Regions from separate parts of the Hordeum vulgare genome. Here region 2 is linked to region 1. The links are chromatin contacts, called in public Hi-C maps. All regions are on one chromosome and are shown on one strand. Each heading gives the region's core, a stretch centred on a gene start, on an enhancer-like site or on the middle of the called end of the contact. The rest is flanking DNA. Distances are from core to core; before and after follow the strand shown.

What was found. A called contact is a pair of places that touch in the nucleus more often than the background predicts.
Region 2: a contact with region 1 is called in a Hi-C map of leaf, with 9 times the contacts expected there. The contact joins the promoter of LOC123411629 here to the promoter of LOC123411063 in region 1. A contact is called at or near these places in 4 of 6 Hi-C or Micro-C datasets (leaf and seedling) and 1 of 1 datasets of contacts at active chromatin or transcription factors (embryo).

What each region holds. Positions count from the first base shown.
Region 1 is chr7H:463,340,713-463,344,269 of MorexV3_pseudomolecules_assembly, forward strand. LOC123411063 (plastid division protein PDV1-like) reads right to left here and starts at 1,980. Exons shown (of 2, transcript XM_045103985.1): 1 at 1,533-1,980; 2 at 1-481. The coding sequence starts at 1,835.
Region 2 is chr7H:463,623,247-463,626,803 of MorexV3_pseudomolecules_assembly, forward strand. LOC123411629 reads right to left here and starts at 1,760. Exons shown (of 5, transcript XM_045104595.1): 1 at 1,263-1,760; 2 at 1,089-1,145; 3 at 673-867. The coding sequence starts at 1,412.

The DNA.
Region 1 (3,557 bases), core at 730-3,229:
ACACTTCCAGATGCTTTCCTTTACTGTCTTTTCTTGACCCTCCAGAAAGAGAACCATTGTCGGTTCTCCTATATTGGACTGCTGGTGTTTGTTTACCAGAGGCCAATTGGTGAAGCTGCAAGAATGTGAGCATACTTACTGCAAACACAGTAGCATTACCCAGCACACTACCCATCCTCTCGAATCTTAAAATGTTCTTGGCTAAAGCAAAACTGCAGGATACCACACGCACCACCATATTTGAACCATGTCCCCTGCGGTCCTCCTCATCTTCCCCTAATTGGCTGTGCATTCCATACACATCTTCCGGCGAGACAAAATGGCTCTTGTCACGCACATCACCCACGAAACCTAAGGCTTCCTCAATGATTCCATGCCCCTTTCCTCTATGTTCAGCCAACCTTGCAGCAAGGAGAATGCGACTTTGCTGCACCCTAGCAATCGCGGCATCTCGGTCGGCACGCTGTTGTAACTGAACATCCTGCAAGCCAACGTGACACAAATAAGCAACATATTGTTTTTCAATCAAGGGATATTTGGTGCCAGATGTCTAGCTACATCATCTGAATTATCAGTACATTTATGTTTGGCATAAATGATCATGGTGAAATGCCCCTTCAAACAAAATCATGTAGGAGTGCTTAATTTCACAGATGCCGAGAGAAGATAGCTTATCTTGACACATGTAATTGCTCCTGCATAAAGCAGCATTATGTGCTCAGCTCATTCAGCTAAGACTCGATCATGTACGGTAAGAAATTGTACATCGTATACCTTGGAATAAAATGAGGGACACTGCGACAATTTTAACAATTAAGAGTTCCTGTTGATACCTTATACAAGAGGACAACCAGGAAGAAGCTACATGGGTAACTACCATTAGCCAGAAGACAGTAAGCTACATGGCTAACAACCTGTAGCAATTGTGTGACTTGGTACCATTATCGGCTACAAGGGAACGAGAGGTCCCAATTCAACAGATAAGATTCTCCCGGTGTATGTTACACCTATGGAATGAAGACGCATGCCGACAGGAGTGAATCTGGCACTCAAATCACATGAGGACAAAATTGACGAAGAATACAAAGGCTCGTGATAACGAAACATAACAGAGACAAACAAACAAAGCTAGCATCCAGCTCACAAATATGTGGCTTAATACCGTTGTTTTCCACATGGACATACTGTCAAACAAGGAGCATCTGTGGACCAAAACACAGAACAGCACTAATGAATGACAAGGCCGGCCTAGTTTGCCTGAATGAGATGCGTGCTCAGAATTTAAACGACATGAACAATTGTTCATCTGAATCTGGATTTACGGATCAGCATGGTGGAGTCATCTCAAAAGAAAACAAACTTAAAGGAGATGATTAATTGCGCAGGGGGGCAAGCAAAGGCATGACAACAATCCACTGTATCATTTTTCTGAAGATGCTTCTCGCACGCGACATCAACGAGGCACGGATTTTTCAACTCAGAGGAACGCAAGGAGGAGGAGGAGGGGGAGGTGAGGGAGGGCTTGCACTCACACGAAGGAAGTGGAGGTGGCCCTCGAGGTCCTCGAGCGCGGCGCGGATGGCGTGCAGGCCCCGCGCGTCCGCCATGGCCGCCGCCGCCGCCGCCAGGTCGACGTGCCCTCCACCCTGCGGCGGCCGCTGCCCCTTGACGACTACGTGCCCGTTGGGGGCGCCCCGGCAGAGGCAGGCAGGAAGGCCGGCGCAGGCGGAGAGGGCGAGGATGGCGTGGCTGAGCTTGTCATGGAGGTCCCAGATGCGCTCCTGCAACGCCTCCGCCTCCGCTTCCGTCGCCGGCGTCTCCCAGTCCCATCTCATCTCATTCACGCGATTCGCTCGTCGCCGTTGGAGACAAGAGAGGGGTGGGGGGCTGAAGAAGGCAGGCACCCACGGCGCACGACGGGTGGAGCTTTTCTTCTCCTCCCCCTTCTTCTGTTGACAAAATACCCTTTTTCTTTTTCTTTTCTCTTTGCGTTCCTAATTGCTTTGTGTCATGTGGTGGTACCGATGATGTTGTGATGAGAGGGAGGAATCATTCACGAATTATGCATTTGCAAAATGTAATGCAAGCCATTTTTCTTGTACTTTTAGATCATGGAGGTAACTAGTGGTAAATTCGTTATTCAAAAGAAAAGACGAATCTCAAAATATACCACTTTCTCCGTTCCATATTAGTTGCCGTTGATTTAGTATAAAATTATTGTACTAAGAGCAACGGGCCGACCCAAACAGACAACGATTTCGTCCGCTTTTCGTCCGTTCGGGTCGGCGAGGCGGACACGAACGTCCGCTTCCGTAAATGGTTCGGCTCGTGAGCCCAACGCTGGTCGGACTCATTTTTTATCGGCGAGAAAAAAAACATAATGCATAATTAAACATTAAAATCCAATCACGAAGGTCGGCGATAGTCCACGCGTCGCGTCCGCATTACATTAAATAAAAATAAAAAAACCTAAAACTGCATCCATGCAGCCCTAGGCGTTGTCATCGTTGTCATCGGGGCCGGTGAGGTCGACCAGCGTTGGCGCAGGGCCGGCCCAGGGGAACGCCGAGTTCCAGAGTGCAGTTGCGTGCGCCTCCATCGTCTGCCCCGCTGACGCGGGTTGTGGTGGTGGCGGTGGCAGCGCAGCAGCACGAGCACGCTCCTCCTCCTCCGCCTCCCGTCGCTCCTCCTCCTCCTTCTTCTCCAGCTCCATGAGCCGCAGGCCTTCGACGCGCTCCGTCCGCAGGTGCACCGACCTCCAGTGCTCGAGGTAGGCCTGCTCCTGCAACAGGGTCGCGCCCAACCAGATGGGCGGCGCGCTGATGAACTCCTGGATGATGTCGGTACACTGGTAGACCTCCCACGGCAGCGCGGGCTCGGGCTCCGGCGAAGGTGGCACGACGCAGTCGTCGGCGGCCGACAATGCCATGGCCTCCGCGAGCTGCTGCTAGTACGCCTCCTCCTCTTCGGCCATGCGTCGCGCTTCTTCCTCGCTGTCGCGGAGGACACTAGCGAGCGCCGCCTGGTAGGCGGCCTCAACCTCCTGGTCCTCGGCGCTGACGACAGGCAGGGGCGGCGGAGGGCCTCCTGGCTGCACTTGGCGCACGCCACGGCGGCACTGCTCCTCATGCTCCACCGCGAACCACACCTCCCGGTTAGGACCTTTTCTTCTCCTCCCCCTTCTTCTGTTGACAAAATACCCTTTTCTTTTTCTTTTCTCATTGCGTTCCTAATTGCTTTGTGTCATGTGGTGGTACTGATGATGTTGTGATGAGAGGGAGGAATCATTCACGAATTATGCATTTCCAAAATGTAATGCAAGCCATTTTTCTTGTACTTTTAGATCATGGAGGTAACGAGTGGCCAATTCGTTATTCGAAGGAAAAGACGAATCTCAAAATATACCACTTTCTCCGTTCCATATTAGTTGTCGTTGATTTAGTATAAAATTATATTGTACTAAATCGGTGATAACTACAGTAATAAGGAGTGGAGGGAGTAGAAAAAAGAGGGTTGTTAAAAAAATGAATATACTGCAAATCAATCTGTGGTTAGAT
Region 2 (3,557 bases), core at 510-3,009, 280 kb after region 1:
TACAATAACTGGGCTTGATGAGGAAGTGTAGCGTAAGGCCCCAAAATGGCAGGTATTCATAAACTCATAAACGACAAGCACTTCTTCATATATGTTACTTATTAAACATTGAGATGATCAATTGGTCATCCAAAAGGTTCCTTATAAACTCAGATAGACATGCAACCCAATACAGCAGCACAGGGAAAAAATATGCACAGCGATAGCTATTTTCCTTCGGTCCACACATTGACTGGCATCACACAAACAGAGAAAAGCACATGTCTATAACAGTAAGAAAATCAATTCATGTGCAACAAATAATTTTGTTATCAGGCCGCCACCAGTTAATACTAGTGGAGCGATGCGATTCATTAACTTGAAAACCATGCCGAACATTTAATAGATCAAGTATGAACTCAAATCGATGAAGTAATTCACAATGTCTTCTTCATCGACTGTGAAGAATGTTTTATGACACAACTCCATACATGACTACTGTTTTACCATCTTATCTCTTAAGCTCTCAAACAGTATTTCAAGTAAGCAACTGAGCATAGAAACTGGTAATTTAACGTCTAGTGTATTGTGCATACTGTACTTCATTTTGCAGTACCAACCTAATATAATTTACATCTGAAATTCCTATTTGTCAAAACACAAGTTGGAATGCGAAAAACAAACCAGACAAACCTTCTGCGCTCTATCAAACCAGTATCCATTTACATAATTCTGATCATCCCTGTTGGGGCTTCCACCATCTTCCTCCTTCAGGTCAGAGTCCTCTGAGATCTCTGCCTGCTCATTGTACTCGAAATTGATGCCATCATCAGATGTTGACACGTCTTGCTCCTGCCTGAAGCATGAGATGTGAACCAGCCTCCATCCCTGAATGCACACAACAAGCACAAGAAACAAAAAAAAAATCAAATCAATGCAAGCAGCATGCCATTTTGACACTAACAAAGCAAACTGATGGGCATGGCATTCAGATTGGCCAGGTGGATAGCAGCAATGTTGCAGCTTAGGAACCTAACTTAATACTCGTACATCACACTAGCAAATAAACCACACATATCCAAGTTAATAACCAAGATTACTAAACTGACACACATGACTCGCAAAATCTGTAGCCGTTTGTCGCCAAATTCCACAAAGTCGAGCACCTGCGATACCCATACAAGGATTGGCTGTTGAAATTGTGGAAGACAACCACACGACCGGCTACGCAGAAACAAAATCAAACGGTTGAGCCCGAGAGCAGGGGGTCATTTCGGCCTTACCTTGGTGGGAGCAGCCCCGCGAGGCTTAAACCTGAGTGATGGCCTCTCGGCGGCGACGGTGGCGCCGACGGCGGCGGAGGGAGGTGGGAGCCTAACCCTACGGCAGGGGAGCCGCAGAGGGGGAGGGGCTAGGCAGGAGGTGGACGACATGCGTATTCGGTAACATGCAGAACCGATTTAGGGCGGGAGAGAGGAGGAAGGCACGAGGGATCAGGCAAGGAGGCGAACGGCACAGCGCGACTCCGGTGAGGACGAGGCGGGGGGCAGGACGCGGGCGCGCGCGCGTGCTGCCAGCAGGTCACGGCAACGGTGGGGGCCCGGGCGCACCGGCGGCCGGCGAGGGCGGCGATGGGGAAGGCGAGCGACCCTGCGCGCAAGAGACAACGGGGTAGAGCGAGCGGCGCCGAGGAACCTGAGAGACGCGAGTGCGCCGACGGGGAGCAAGCGCCGTCGAGAGGCGCGGGCTGCTGGGACCGGGAGGGTGTGCGGATTACGGTTTTCTCTGATTGGGTTATGGAACATACCTGACCAAACGGGCCGGCACGATACGACACGGCACGCCCGTTGTAAACGGGCCCGACATGGCATGGCCCGCACCGGTACGTTTACTTATCAGACCGTGCTGGGTCAGGTCGTGGGTTGCGCCTTCACCTTCAGACACGGCTCGATTATTAAACGGACCGGCATGTCGGCCCGATTAATACGTTGGACCGCATATTTTTAGCTTTATGCACTGATTTTTGTCCTATTACATCATATATTATGTATATATATTAAAAATCTAAAAATATAAAAAATAAGCGGGTCGTGTCGTGTTGGCCCGCATGCCCAGCCTTCAGGTCCATGCACGGCTCGAGGCATGCTACGTGTCTGGCACGGGTCCGTTTAAGTCGTGTCGTGCCTGCCCATGACGGGCCAGTCGACGGGCTCACGGGCCGGCCCGTTTGGCCAGCTATATATGAAACACATACACATTTTACATTCGCCTATGTATCAGTAGATGTCTTTACTATTAAAGGGGATCTTCCATCGTCGTGATAGTTCGACCTCGTACGATCCCCACCTCCTGCTGCTGCTGTCGCTAGCACTTTCACCCTTTTTTTCATCCCTTCATAAATCAGGCGATTAAATAAAAAAACAATCGGTTCACTAAAAAGGCCATCTACCTCCCTCTTACGATTCCAACTTACCCACGATAAAAACATTTCCCTTCCCATTTCCATCGCAAGAGAAGAAGAAAAGGAACCCCACGTAAAAGTGATATCACTCTCATTTGCGTTGTGGGATCAACTCCATGTCGGCTTTCACTGTGATCTTGTTGTCATTGGCAAATGCTAGTACACAGATGTTGCAGTTTCAACACCGAAAACCCCTCTCCCGTTACACTCGTAACTAAAGAGGATATTGGCGAAACCTTAGGAAAAAAGTCCCCTAGTCCTCTCGCGGCTAGGTTTTTCTAGTCCTCCGGTGGATCGCCGCCGTGAGTCTGCTGTTGCTGCCCTTGTGGTCGGCCTTCTCTCTGCCCTAGTCCTCCTCTCCTTGTCGGGGACCTCACGGGGTGTCTGTCTCGACGGAGAAGGAGTTCGTGAGGGTTTAGGGTTTAAGGCCAGCATAGATCCGATCATGGCGGGATCGCAGGAAAACATGGGAAGGCAAGATGGAGATTTTGGTCTGGCAAGCAAATTGCTGGAGAAATTAACGCTGCAAGAGGACGAGGCCGACGATCTGATCTGGGAGGAAGAATTGGATGCTGAGGACATAAAGCCGAAGTGGCTTGCCCTAGGGCGTTTGCTCACATCAAAAACTTACAGCCATAGTGCTTTGATTGCAGAGATGAGGGCGGCATGGAACCCAACGATGAAGGTGACTTGGAGGAGGATTGATGCAAATCTCTTTTCTGTTCAATTCAACTGCCTGGGAGACTGGAACAAGGCGATACACCAGGGTCCTTGGGACTTCAAAGGGTATGCGCTGATATTGGCTAAATACGATGGCTTTGTCAACCCGGAGAAAGTCAGATTGGACAAGATTGAGACGTGGGCTCAGATACATAAACTACCTGATAGCATGCTAAAGAGTGAAAAAGCCCTCGGGAATCTGGCTCAGCGGATTGGGGAGGTTCAGGAGGTCCAAGTCACACTGCCAAACGGCTTTGTGGGTGAATTTATCAGGGTTCGTGTTAAACTTGACGTGAATAAAAAGCTCACCCGGGTGGTTGGAATTACGAAGGGAGGAACAACGGAGAAATACTTGGTGAAATTTGAGAAACTACCGACTTTCTGCCATGCATGTGGC